Regions from separate parts of the Mus musculus genome. Here region 2 is linked to region 1. A link is a contact called in public HiChIP or PLAC-seq data. All regions are on one chromosome and are shown on one strand. The core of a region is the stretch at or near the end of the contact, and the rest is flanking DNA. Distances in the headings are between cores, read along the strand shown. Region 1 overlaps Tead1 (TEA domain family member 1). Region 2 overlaps Tead1 (TEA domain family member 1).

What was found. HiChIP or PLAC-seq counts read pairs in DNA pulled down with a chosen protein or histone mark.
Region 2: a contact with region 1 is called in an H3K27ac HiChIP or PLAC-seq map of trophoblast stem cells, with 18 read pairs. The contact joins two enhancer-like sites. A contact is called at or near these places in 1 of 39 promoter capture datasets (neural stem cells), 1 of 15 datasets of contacts at CTCF or cohesin (the NIH/3T3 cell line), 5 of 484 Hi-C or Micro-C datasets (cortical neurons, liver, nephron progenitors and 2 more), 19 of 115 datasets of contacts at active chromatin or transcription factors (T-cell acute lymphoblastic leukemia, embryonic basal ganglia, embryonic forebrain and 9 more) and 3 of 9 other capture datasets (adipose tissue, liver and pancreatic islet).

The regions. Positions count from the first base shown.
Region 1 is chr7:112,696,047-112,702,716 of GRCm38.p6, reverse strand. All of the region lies in intron 1 of Tead1 (TEA domain family member 1), which reads right to left. Among named protein-coding and RNA genes, the nearest start is that of Tead1, 20 kb to the right of the region's middle. Within about 2 kb of position 2,381, at least 42 of the 459 cell types and tissues checked have an H3K27ac peak or open chromatin away from gene starts, as enhancers often do. A contact at or near this core is called in trophoblast stem cells, where this site is marked.
Region 2 is chr7:112,845,042-112,851,711 of GRCm38.p6, reverse strand. All of the region lies in intron 4 of Tead1 (TEA domain family member 1), which reads right to left. Among named protein-coding and RNA genes, the nearest start is that of Rassf10, 110 kb to the left of the region's middle. Within about 2 kb of position 4,266, at least 2 of the 459 cell types and tissues checked have an H3K27ac peak or open chromatin away from gene starts, as enhancers often do. A contact at or near this core is called in trophoblast stem cells, where this site is marked.

The DNA of each region.
Region 1 (6,670 bases), core at 1,132-3,631:
ATCCCATCAGCGCACTGAAATAATGGATACCACATGCAACCTTGATGTAATGACAGAGAACTGAAGTATCTGCCAAAAACTACAGGACAATCTCAAGATGTGTGACGAATTCAACCAGTATCCATGACAGACAATTCCACACGTCACTGACCATCTATTACATGGCCAGAGCCTCTGGTAACCAATGTATATGGAGCATCCATATGCCAGGAATTTCCTAGACCACAGTTTATAAACTGTGGGTTGAGATTCAACATGGGGATAGTCAAGCAAATGAATGGGGAGGGCACCAAAAAATTGGCAACAATAAAGTTTCTGAAAGGACAACTACCAAAAAAATAAGTAAAAACCAAGTATATAAACCCACAGTGCTCTCAGCTGCACTCAGCCATGATGGATCATAGCACTTGCTATAACCTTGGTTCCAAACACATAGCATGTGCACTTTGTACTGTGCATGATGTCACCCATGTAACGACAAAGATGCTGTTCGAAACCCCTTGGTTGACCAGTGTGGTGGCGCAAACCTTTAACCCCAGCACTTGGGAGGCAGAGGCAGGCGAATTTCTGAGTTTGAGGCCAGCCTGGTCTACAGAGTGAGTTCCAGGACAACCAGGGCTACACAGAGAAACCCTGTCAGGAAAAAGAAAAGAAAAGAAAAGAAAAGAAGAGGGGAGGGGAGGGGAGGGGAGGGGAGGGGAGGGGAGGGGAGGGGAGGGGAGGGGAGGGGAGGGGAGGGGAGGGGAGGGGAGGGGAGGGGAGAGGAGAGGAGAGGAGAGGAGAGGAGAGGAGAGGAGAGGAGAGGAGAGGAGAGGAGAGGAGAGGAGAGGAGAGGAGAGGAGCCCTTGCTTGAGATTCAAGGCTTTGTACACTGTTCAAGTGTATTTGTAGTGCACTGTGCCCAACTCTTGTAGAAACAGCATGGTTTAGAGTAAACAAATCTACACTGCAGTTTGTAGGCATGTGAATACCAAATTATATCTTGGAATGTGGTTTTGATTTTTAAAATTGCTATATGTGGGCTAGAGATGTAGTTCAGAGTGCTAGGCTACAAGGTGTTAAGCCCTGGGTGGATATTGTGGATCACTAAGTAGACCCTCTGAGTAGACACCACAGTAATTCCAGCACTGGAAATTGGAAGTGGGGATAATGGGGTCAGGAGGATCAGAAACTCAAGGCCATCCTGGGCTACGTAGTTCAACACTAGCATGTGTCACAAGAATCCCACCCTCAAGAACAGATACATAAGCAAAATTTGCTGAGATGAAATAGTCCTAAACATATTTCCGCAATTAAAAAAGCCTATGTGACTTTATATGAATAGCACATAGGCAGGTGCTCATAGAAGACAGAGGACAGCAGATCCCCTGGGACTGCAGTTATGACCTATCATGTACGTGCTAGGAACCAAGTCCAGGTTCTCTCAAAAGCACTACATACTCTTACTAGCCACAACTCTATCCTTTGGTACTAAACATTTATACAAAAACCATGCTCTCAGCATTTTCAACAAATGTCTGAACTCCACACGAAAGAACTGCTTGGGTGAAAGGGGGGTCATGATCAGAGAAGTCAGGTACCAGACACCGAGCAATCACCCTGGCAAACACAATGTGCACAGGACCTCTTGAGAGGCTGTAATCTAGTGGGCAAGCTGGGGGATGAGTGTCTGTTACTGAAAGGAATAAGTAGACAGCACTTTCAAATATGCATTATAAGAGCTCATGTTACTAAAATAAATAAATAAAAGGTGAAATACAAACATATAGGCTTTAGAAAAGACAAACTGTTTCTTTAAAAGGTGGAAGAAGTGACTAATCCAAGCCCTTCTGTAATCTACCCAAAGAAGCTATTTCTAAAATGCAGTGAGTAAATATAAACTTGATGATGAAAGACAGGAGAAAATACCTTTTTTTAAAAAATAACAAGAAATGAATAGTTGTTAGATATTAAAATACTTGACAGCACCAACCAGCGAGACAGTGGGAGTGAAGTTAAGAATGAGACGTGATGGCTGCCCTCCTGCCACAGAGGTGACATCTTCTCCACTGACTTCCCTTATATGCCCCTATGAAATATTCAATATATTCTATTATCATTGTTAATTACTGTACCTCTGTAATACGTTTATTTAGTATATGTGTGTGGCTGAATGCTTGCCAGTGTGTGTGTGTGTGTGTGTGTGTGTGTGTGTGTGTGTGTGTGTGTGTGTCTCAGAAGTCTGTCTCCTTCCAGTGTGTGAGTCCTCTGGCTTTTGCTATTGAAGCCTGCAGTAGTAAAACTCACTGAATTTCAAAGACTCTCTGACACAGGAAGCCTCAGCACGTGCACTGCATATTTATACAATTGATCACAAGCAAGCACTTGCCAAAGGCTTCTAGAACATTTCTTCCATATTGCTCAGAGATGGAATGAAGCAAGGGGAGGGGCCACCAGGCAGGACGCTCAGGTCTAATGACACACCTGGCTTGCCTCTTGCCAGATGCTCAGCTAACCAGAACTCTATGGTGCCCCGAGGGCAACTGGAAAAATTCCTCACCCGCCAAGCACTCTGAAGCCACACTCACAGCTCAACCCATCCACAGGGTGGACAGTCAGCAGAAAGCGGAGGCTGGAGACTGGCAGTGAAGGTCAGAGGCAGTTCGAATCCCCTTTGTTGTTATGGAGATAATGGGGGGGGTGTCCTCAATGATGTCTCTTAGATCAAATGGAGAACAAGGACCAAGACAGAATAGCTTCTGTCCAATGAAGCTGCCTTTCCAAAACACTCCATCGGACATATTTGCCCACAAGTTTGTGGACCAGACAGCCTTGGGCTCCATTAGCAGAACCGGCTCCCGCTTGCCTAAGGGATAAGTGGGGAAGGATACAGGTTCACTGTAAAACAGGTTTACCAGAGAGACCCTGAATCTCTCCTGAAAGATGGGCAGCAGGACACAGGAAATGCCAGTCTTCCGGAGGTCTTTCCCGGCTTCTGCACACGCACTTCGTCTGCCCCTCAGCCACACAGCTTCACTCACGGTTCTCTGAACACAAGGGCCAAACACCTACTCCCCAGGTAGCATCTGCCTAAACAGCGAGCGCCTGAGCTCTACTGCACATAGGAGCATCAAAGCTGGGAATGCCGCCTCAAGCCCCAAGAGTTTGGGAAGCAGAGGTGACCAAGCCTGGGGCAGGTGGCCTCTCTGATCCTAACATCAGATGACCTGTGGGCAAGTTGGTCTTCCTATTGAAAGCATCTGACTGTCCGGTGTGATGGCAAAAACATCAACATCAATGACATCAGCTGACCCTGCTGTCAGCCCGAGTTTTGCAAGGGTTCAATCCTGTAATTTTATCGTCTGTCCAAGGAGCAGGACTCTGCCATCAGACCCTCAAAGGGAAACATTTGTTATCAAATGGAAATCTATTTCTGGTTCCTCTTTGTCTCCTTAGAGGAAGGTTCTCAGCAGATCCTAGCCAATACATCCAAAGGTCCTAAAAGCCTTTGGAAAGGGACAACACATAACATCACACATGACGTGCACGGCTCACAAACAGCACAAGACACACAAAATGTAACATACAACACACACAAAACTCACCAGAAAATATCTAAGATACAAACCAAAGAACCACAACATATGTAAAACATACAAAATCCACAAAGTTGGAGCACTCTGGGGCAGTAGCAGGAATAATTTCCTGCACAAGGTTATAGGCCAGGGCCCTGTCCTGACAAACACCACTGAACTTTTCAGAGTCCGTCTTCTGTGTCTTCTGCACCTAAAGAAACAAACACATTCCTCACAGATCAGGAGCTGCTCTGTGAGGTAGCTAATAAGATAATCTGTTACAGGAGGCTTACAAATCCATTTAAATTGATTTTAATTAATGAATCAATCTCAGACCCAATGAAAAACTAGATCCACAGATGGTAAGCAATACAAAGATTTCAGTCTCTAACCCCAGCCTGGAATTTACATAAAAAAGAAGGGTGTTTTCTGCTTAATGCAAGAAAATAGTAGTAACAACAAATTGTAACCAATTGCATCTCAGTTCACTGCCCAAGCAGCCTGAGGTGAAAGCCTCTCTTCGGTTAGATCAAATCCACCCCACTTGAGGAAGGGAAATAGATTTCAGAACGGTTTCCACACAGCTCACCTAACATGAAGGGAAAGGGGGTGGGGTTATGTACCAGGCTGACATCGGAAACACCTAAGATCAAATAAACCCGTCTCTTTCAGAGTCCTTCAAGCTGGACAGAATTTTACCTATGCACCCCCAAACACAAGCATAAAATGGCCCTCCGCCCAGCTGCGTGCTGGGTTCCAGTCCCCAGCACCAAAAGTAAAATAAAATAAAAAAGACCTAGGCAAACTTTCTCATTTGCTCCGATTTTACTCTTTCTAGGGACTGACAGAGCAACTGCTCTTTCAGAATGGCTGTTGGAGAGGAGCTCGAAACAGTCCCCCACCTAAAGACAGTTTTACAGTTGGTATTTATTTATTTATTTATTTATTTCTCAGTGGCTTCTCACTGGCCTGCTGACCCACTCTATTTTTAGAATCCAATCAGAATTTCCCAGAACAGATTTCAGGTAATTTTTTAGATAGATAGATAGATAGATAGACAGACAGACAGACAGCAAAGATCTGCGACCAACACCAGTTATCAGAGGGGAACCATGAAAGGAACCAAAAGAGGGAAGCTCATCATTCAAACACTTTCCAAAGTTTGGGAGCATCCCATCAAGGCACACTGACACACAGAGTGAGTTCCTCCTGGCAGGGACGCTGGCTCTGTGCAAAGGGAAGGCTACTGAGAGGGAAAATGCAAGCCGCAAACGACTGCTTCAGTGTTTCTCCCTCCCTCCTTCAGGACAGTTCACAAAACAGTTTGATTCAGCAAGCGAGAAACAAATGGAAGACTGGCTGGAACACTGCAAAAGGAACAGCCACAAAGACTCTGCATCAGGAAGTCGACTGCAGGGGAAAAAAAAAAATCAGGATACAGGCCAGAGCTTAGGCAGAGAGGCTGTTGGGCTTCCCCCACCTCCTGTGTGTGTGTGTGTGTGTGTGTGTGTGTTGGGAGGATGTTTCTGTCTGCTCCTCTCCCTCTCTGTGTTTCTCTGTGGCCAGCCAGTCTCTCCCCCACAAGGGGAATAAACAAAAGAACTCTGCTCCTGAGCTCCCAGGTGTGAGGACCCTGGCACCATGTGGCCTGAGTGGCAGCAGCAATTCTAGGGATTTAGTCTGTGCCTTTCGGGCTGGGCTGTGCAGGGCTCTACAGCAAATCAGGGAGTGTCAATACAGCCTGAGATTCAGAGCGAGACCACAAATTATAAACAGTTTCAGCAAATTGACTCGAGAGCTTTTGTTTCTCAGACACCCATGCAGGCAGCGGAACCTCCCCACCGCTACAGCCCGGGACTGGGAAAGGAAGTCGTTGAAGCCTGGATTTCCTGCTTTTACTGGTAGCCAAGAACTATGAGGCTTGTAGTGGTTTCAGGAACTGACTCATCCCATGATTCACGGATAAGACACTGCCTTTAATATGCTTCTGACCCAAAGACTGGGGAACTTCAAAACCAACCTGAAGTCACACTCCATTCTTACAGTACAAATGACTATTTAGGGCAAAATAAACAGGACACCAGATTACCATTCCTTAGGCAGAGGCAGAGAAAGTGAAGAACATCACGTGGCACCCGTGATCAGAGCTTAATCCACAGGCTGTGACTTGACAACAGCCCAACTTCCCCAAAGTGGATAACAGGTGGGATAGGGTTATTTTCAGACATCATTCCCCTAGATGTAAAAATAGATTTAGCAGAGCAATATTTTAATTTAGGCCCATGTGAGGTTGAGGCTCCATATACCCACGATGCAGAAGCACATGGCTGGTGGGAACTGGTTGAGAAAGAGACCCGGAGGCCAGCTGACCAAGGAGCAATGGGTAACAAACACTCCACTGTGTATGCAGGAAGGCTACAATTTTATTCCTACTCTTAATTGACCAGACTTCTTTCCCTTCTGCACACACACAGGCACATATGTATACACGTGCTTAAACACACACAAGCAAACATACAGTCCAGGGCTTACAAGCAACAATCTGCGAAGCAACAGCCCCTCTACTCTCACAAGTAACCCTAATCAAGCTCAGGGGGTCACAAAAGACACCAGAGCAGGGAGGGGCTTTCTGGGAAGTTCAGTGAATAAGAAGGGTGTTGAGGGTTTCATAGCAAGTCCAGATGATCAAAATACATCATAGATGCATGAATAGATTATAAAAATGTTAGTACTGAAACCCTGGCACTTCTGGAAGCTCCCCTAACAATCTCCATCAGTTTATCAGCACAGACAAAACAAATCCACTGGATTTGTTTTTGGTCTCCTCCCCAACACAAACACAGAACAAGAAGCACACACAGGGCAAGTTTCGAGAGTGGTTTTCATAGGCGCTTACAGATATCAGCACAAGCTGGGGTGCAGAGGGAAAGAGGGGCAGGGAGGGAAGAAAACAAGGGCACAGGCTGGATGGGAGAGAGTGGAGAATAGGGAGGTGACCAGGTGAGGCCAAAGTGCAGGGGGCTGGCAGGCGCTGGGCAGCAGGGCTCCTCCATCAGACTTACTGATATCGTGACATCAGTGGCTCCTATCCAGAGTTCTCTCTTGAGAGCTTTCAG
Region 2 (6,670 bases), core at 3,017-5,516, 150 kb before region 1:
GGGCAGCTCTGGTCAGGCCACGGCGCTGTGGAGGAGGGACGGACCGTGCATTCAGCCCCAGCCTGACTTGCTGCCTAATGAGGAGCAATTAATTCATTGCATTGTATTTCAAAATGCCGAAGACTCCATTCACATCAAAGAAAAAATGTTTCAAGGCTTTTACACATTGTTCATTTTCAAATGTACAGAGCTATGTTTAGCACTGTGTCATTGTCCATGGCGGATCTTTTCTTTCTGATGTGGGCCTCTGGCTTTCACAAAGAACTGCAGATGAGGAGCTGGGAGGGTGAGCCTTGAGATTCCTGGGAATGGAGGATGTAGGCCAGCTATGGTCTGGAGCTAGGAGCTGAGGAAAAGGTGCCTTCCTGCTCACTGCCCTTTTGTCTGGGAGCTGGCATTCAAGTTCTAGCGTGAGAGCTAAGCCCTCACATTGCCATAGCCTTCAAATTCACAGAGAAAGGGCCCATGCACAGCACCTTCAGTGAGGGATGTGAACCCTTCTGGATCATTCTGTGAGGAACTTGGGCTTTGACACCAGACGGGCTAAGGATCAGGGTCAGATCTGCCACCCCATGCAAATCACAAAGCTTTTGTAAGCCCTTATTGCCTCTTTGCTAAAGCAGAGACAAAGGCAGCTAAGCTCAGACAAGATGGCGTCCCACTGGCCCACCATCCAGGATTCTGCTATGATCTAGCGCTGCTCAGGAGCTCTAGCCTTTACTGTACAATCTTGGTTACCAACTTTATTCTAGAGTTTTCTCTGATAGACACTGGGGATTGCTTAGCAAGCAAGAGATTTCTCAGTTCAGAATGGAGCTGCTTCCGTTTATTACCATACAAACTCTTCCAGGCTTGGCTCAGAACAGAAAGGCAAACAGATCCAGCCTTGGGCTCACAGAGTCAACCCTGCATTCCACATTCCCAGTGGAGATTCTAATTCCTTCCCACATCAGCTAAGTACCTATGAGGTCAGAGGACTCATGTCATGTGGGCAAAAGAACCTGAAGGCTGGAACCTAGAAGAGGCCGGCATGGTTTCCCAAACCTAAGAAATGGCCAGGAGGATGCAGGTTCCAATCGAGGCTTGGGACCTTGTGTTCTATTCAGTTCCCACTCCTCATGTGCAGCCCAGGGGACCACAGGGAACACAGCATGTCTGCCTCCCCTGGCATAGCAACACCAACTGCAGGCAGCGGAGTTGCACTTGGGCAATGCTCCATGGAGTTCTTAAACTTGGAAGAATGAAACCAGCCATGTGAACTTTAAGCTCTCGCTTATGGAAAGGAATACCTTACTGGAAAGAAAGGTCTATTTGAAAATCCAGTCACAAGGGCCCCAGGTCAAAAATGAAACAACAAGAAAACATGGCCCCAGGAGAGCTCACATAGCTGATAATTTAGTCAATCACTGGATGGAACAGAGACACAAGCCGCCTTTCCTGCACTGCTGCAAGGAAGCACCATCAGCTTTTCTTCATTGCGGGCCATGGCAAGACATGGTCAAACCTTCTGCCCAAGACAGATTCCTGCCAAGGTGAGAACAGAGCCGTGGCCTTGTTTCCTCTTCCTGTTTCCTCATGCTGTGCCATCATTTGAACACAAACCTGACTCCATCCATCTCTCATAAGGAAGATGGCAGCAGTACGCCATCTCCAGAGCCACGTCTGGGTCCTGTGGTCTCTGCCATGATGCCTCTGGATATCTTGTGTGGGGAAAGAGAGACAGAGCAGGGAAACTCTGTGTACAACTCCATGTCGGAAAGAAAGATATAAAACATGGAAAATTCAGCTGCCATCTTTTTCCAGGCCAGGCTGAGTCTCAATTCATAGAGATTCAGAAAGGGCTAATTTTGCTATCTCCACAGAGAAAACATTTCAGAGCAGCAAAGAATTTCAAATATTACAAACTGGTCCTATACTGTGCTGTCTCCTAGAACCCAATCTGAGATTTTGGTAAGATTCTAAGCTGCGGGAGACAAGGGTATCTACACAATACAGGAAAGGAGTGCAGATGCAGCTGAAGCAGATGCAGCTGAAGCAGATGCTGCTGAAGCAGATGCAGTTGGTGACAAATCAGACAGCTAGCTCCAAGATGGCGTCTGTGAATTCCAATGCTATACCACGGACCCAGAGGCCACTTGCCTACTGCATGGTATGCGTCTATCTTTGCCGACCACATCAGGACAGCTATAAAGCTGTGGGTCACCTAAAACACACCCAACCCCAGAAGAACCATGCATGGGTCAGAAGGGCTAGGTCCCAACTGGAAAGGCATCCTCTTGAAGACAAGCACTTTTGTTTCTTCTTAGGCACTTTGATCAAGATAATATAAACTCTCGATTGTGTGAATTTCTAACATTCCTTTAGCTGTCTTCATGGGCTCTTCTTGAGTGTCTCCTGGAAGTGGCCCACACCATCTCTTCTGCTCTGATGCACTCTTTCTTGGTGTCTTTCCCTATTTCTCTTCTTCTTATGCAGTTCCACGCCAGGCAAGCCCTCAGCCACTGAGCTATATCCCAACCTAGTCCACATTCTTCTTGCATCTCTCTCACATGATCACGGCCTGCATCTGGGGCCATCCCAAGTGACCAGATCAGTCTTCTGAGGCCGCTGTAAACGACTTGTCTGATGTTGGTGCTCAGGGCAACACCAAGAGCTCTTGGTAGACAATGAGTGAGGACAGCCAGCTGAATTCAACTTCAGGGTAAGAGGGGGCCGATTTCTCAGCTGCTTTATTTTCTAATGTGACAAAGGAAAGACTTGGAGGTGAGGGAAGAGGGAGGGGGCTGAGTTTACTTAGGGAAGAAGAGAGGTTGGAGGAAATTAGAAAGAGGATAGAATAATGATTCTCTGCTTGATTAAGTGTTTTGTTTAAAGAAAAGGAAAAGTCACCTGTGAGGTAGACAAGCCTGGGTGTTGTGTGTTGGTGTTTGAGATGTAGCTATGGTCATCCTTGGAGACTGACCTTAAATAATTCAGTCCTCCTACGTCCCAAGTACTGTGATTACAGATATAAGCAAGCATGCCTGATCGTGTACTGACTTTTTTATACTTAAGTAAAAGCTTCATGGTTACTTTTGATGCACACTTCCAGCTAAGCTCTGGGTCGTCCCCCCCCCTCTCTGTGTGTGTGTGTGTGTGTGTGTGTGTGTGTGTGTGTGTGCTTGCATGTGTTTGCATGGATGCATCTGCTCCTCCTTCCCTCCCTCTCCACCTTATTATTCTGAGGCAAGGTATATTCGCTGCCTAAAGCAGCCTCGGGACCCTGAGGGATCTCTCCAGCACTAGGGTTATAGACACACACCCCTGTGCCCAGCTTTCCATGTTGGGGCTATGGTCTAAGATCTAAACTCAGGTCCCCCTACTGTTTGCTTGGCAAACACTCTGCTGACTCAGCTACTTCCCAGCTCTTAAAAAGCTATGTTTTGAGTGTTTTACTGAAAATCTCGTTCAGGGGGCTGGAGAGATGGCTCAGCAGCTAAGACCACTGGCTGCTCTTCTAGATGTCTGAAGTTCAATTCCCAGCATTGATAAGATGGCTCACAGCTGTCTATAAGTAACCCAATGCCATCTGGCATGCTGGCAAACATGTAGACAAAACTCCCATACACATAAAACAGACAAGTTCAGAAGTTCTAGCATATATTTTACAGACTTACAAACATAACTTGTATTCATAATTCTTTGTTTAAAAACACTGAGGAGGAGACCCAAACAGACACAGTGGGCTGAAGAGGGGACATCAGTGGAGGCTGGCCATAAGGGACAACTGAAGGCCACCTGAGTAGGGCTCAGACTATGAGGGAGCCCCTGGCCCAGGTGCCTAGCCCTCTTGCCACACTGTCATAGTTCAGTTACTAGGTCCCTGCCTCCAGCTTGGCTTCTCTTACCAGCCATCCTCTTAGAGCAAACTATAAATACGGTCTTTCCAGAGAAGCCTAGTAAATGTTCTCCCTAGGCCCCTGAGCAAATGTTCCCTCTTCAGTTAGGTGACACAGAGCTATTCCAATCATTGCCCAGGGTCTACCTCCATGGAACTCTTCAGGGTAATCCAGATAACCACTCTTGGTTGGCTATTCTTTCTTTTCTGAGCCCTGTTTCCTGTCTACTGCAGAGTCTTGGCTGTGGGAAATTGACAAGGGAATTAGCACAAGGCTTCCTATTTCCCAGAATACCAGCTCCATGAAGTCAAGGCCTAGGCTGTACCAGATCTGAAAAACCCCCAGAGGCCAAGGGAAGCATCATTCCCTTGCTTTTAAAGTTCAACAGAACCTTTTCCTGCCTGTGAAGATGAAAACAGGCATAGAGTCTGCATACCTGGGGGATGATTGAGCTTACAGTCACTCCGAGAAGTAGCCAGGAGCAGCGGCTGACCTTTAGAGCTGACACTAACACCTTTCAGGGGGCTACTCATTGAGAATGTGGCAGGGGAGGTACAGTCACTTCTGTGAGTCTTCTGCTCAGGTAAACACACATCAGGAACCAGAACTATAACTGGAATGCTGAGATGTCCTTAGCCTTCTGCCCGAGGCAGGGATGGCGATGGCAATTTCTCAATCTATACTCCATGGAACAGCGAAAGGGCAAAGTAGAACTAAGGGTTTGAGAGGGTGGGTGTCAGATAGACTCACGGTTACTACTTCAAGGTTAGAGTTTCACTACGATGTCCAGCTTAAGACAAGTTCTGGTGCTGGAGAGATGACTGTGGGTGAAGCACCTGCCACAAGTGTAAGGAGCGAAGTCTGAATTCCCCGGTACCCACATAAATATGGGAAGGGGTGAGTGGTGGGCCCTTATGTAACATAAGAAGTAGAGACACGGGATCCTGGATCAAGCTGCATTACTAGAGTAGCCAAGTCAGTGAGTGCTGGAGTAAAAAAGAGAGATTGCGGCTCAATGTAAGGTAGAGAGAAATTAAGGAAAATACCCAGTGCCAACATCTGGTACATGCCCCTCCTCTCTCTGTCTCTCTCTCTCTCTGTCTCTGTCTCTCTCTGTCTCTCTCTGTCTCTCTCTCTCTCTCTCTCTCACACACACACACACACACACACACACACACACACACACCCTGGTTGGTTTTCTGTCAACTTGACACAAGCTAGAGTTATTAGGAAAGAGGAGCCTCCATCAGATTGCCTTGAAAGCAACTCTAGGGGCATTTTCTTGATTAATGTATTAATGTGGGAGGGCACAGCCCATTAGGAGTAGTGCCATTCCTGGGCAGGTGGTCCTGGGTTGTATAGGAAAGCAGACTGAGCAAGACAAGAGCGGTATTCCTTCATGGTTCTCCTTTAGTTCTTGCCTCCCAATTCCTGCCCAGACTTTCATCATGACCTGAGAATTGTTAAGCTGAAATAAACACTTCCCTCCCCAAGTTGCCTTTGGTCAGTCATGGTGTTTTATCACAGCAGACAACAGGGTTGCTGGAAAACCAGTAGCCTAAAAAATTCTCCCACTCCCTGGTCTAGAAAAGGAGAAGTAAACTGGCTGGAGGTGGAGAGATGCCGACAACTGCCTCACAAGAGACCCATATTGCTGGAAGGAGATAAGAGATGCCTCAAAGTTGTTCTCTGACCTTCTCAAGTGTTCTACCCTGCCACACACACACTTTTAAAGCAAACAGGCTTATGGCAAAGTGTACCCAGGAGGGACCCAGCTATACACATGCCACTTTTACCAACTCTTTAGGAAGACAAAGAAATGAGATATTGTTTTTAGTATTCACAGGACAGGTAGACAACTGCTCAACCCACTACACACTCCCACGGGTACCCCACTTGGATTTCTGGATATGTGGAAACATGGTGAGCAGCCTAGAAGAGGCATTACCCCAGAGTATAGACCAGTAGTGGCCAACTCATCAGTCACCTCCAACAGATCTCCTTCTTATACCTTTCTCAAGGAAAACACAGTATCTCGTGTAATCTTGACCACTTCCTGCCACGCCCGGTGCATACAAGAGTGATGTGCCATTTTTAAGATGACTTCAAATTGTGTACTGAGTTTATCTCATCAGTTATTGTGGGAATTCAACTAGGACAATTAGTCTGCCCTGATGGTAAACTCTTCGAAGATACCTGTCCCTGTGTCTTTCAAATGTGCCGATAGATACCAGAGCCCAACAGAGAAAGCTGAGACAGGACTCTGAGACCACCTACCGCCTGCAAGATCTGCACTCATGTTCTGCTGAGGGATAGTCAAGCAACATTATACTAAAATGTCCATAGGACGAATGACTGACAAGCAGATATGCCAACAGCCATTTTTTTTTTTACTGTATTACTACCCTGAGAGAACAGACAAGGTACTACCATCCAACTAAGTTACTAATGACTACCAGTGTCCATTCTAAATTATCTCCGTATGTTAGTCACAGGCTCAATGGTATAGGATAGACACTTAATGGAGGCGTTGTGTGTCCTGAACCAGGGAATGTGGGGTGGCCACTTCTCTACAATATGATGACATGAAGCATTCTTCTGGTTTAGGATTCAGAAAGAGCTGAGTTCAAATCCTCTCTTTGCTCTTTACTAGGCTTGGTAGCTTTTGTCAAATCAATTATGGACTTGATCCATTGAACCATAATTTACTCTGTATTTTTTTTTTCTTGAAATCAGAACAATAGAGACTAATTTTGTGAGTTTCAATGAGAGAACACAGAAAGCTTGGAACA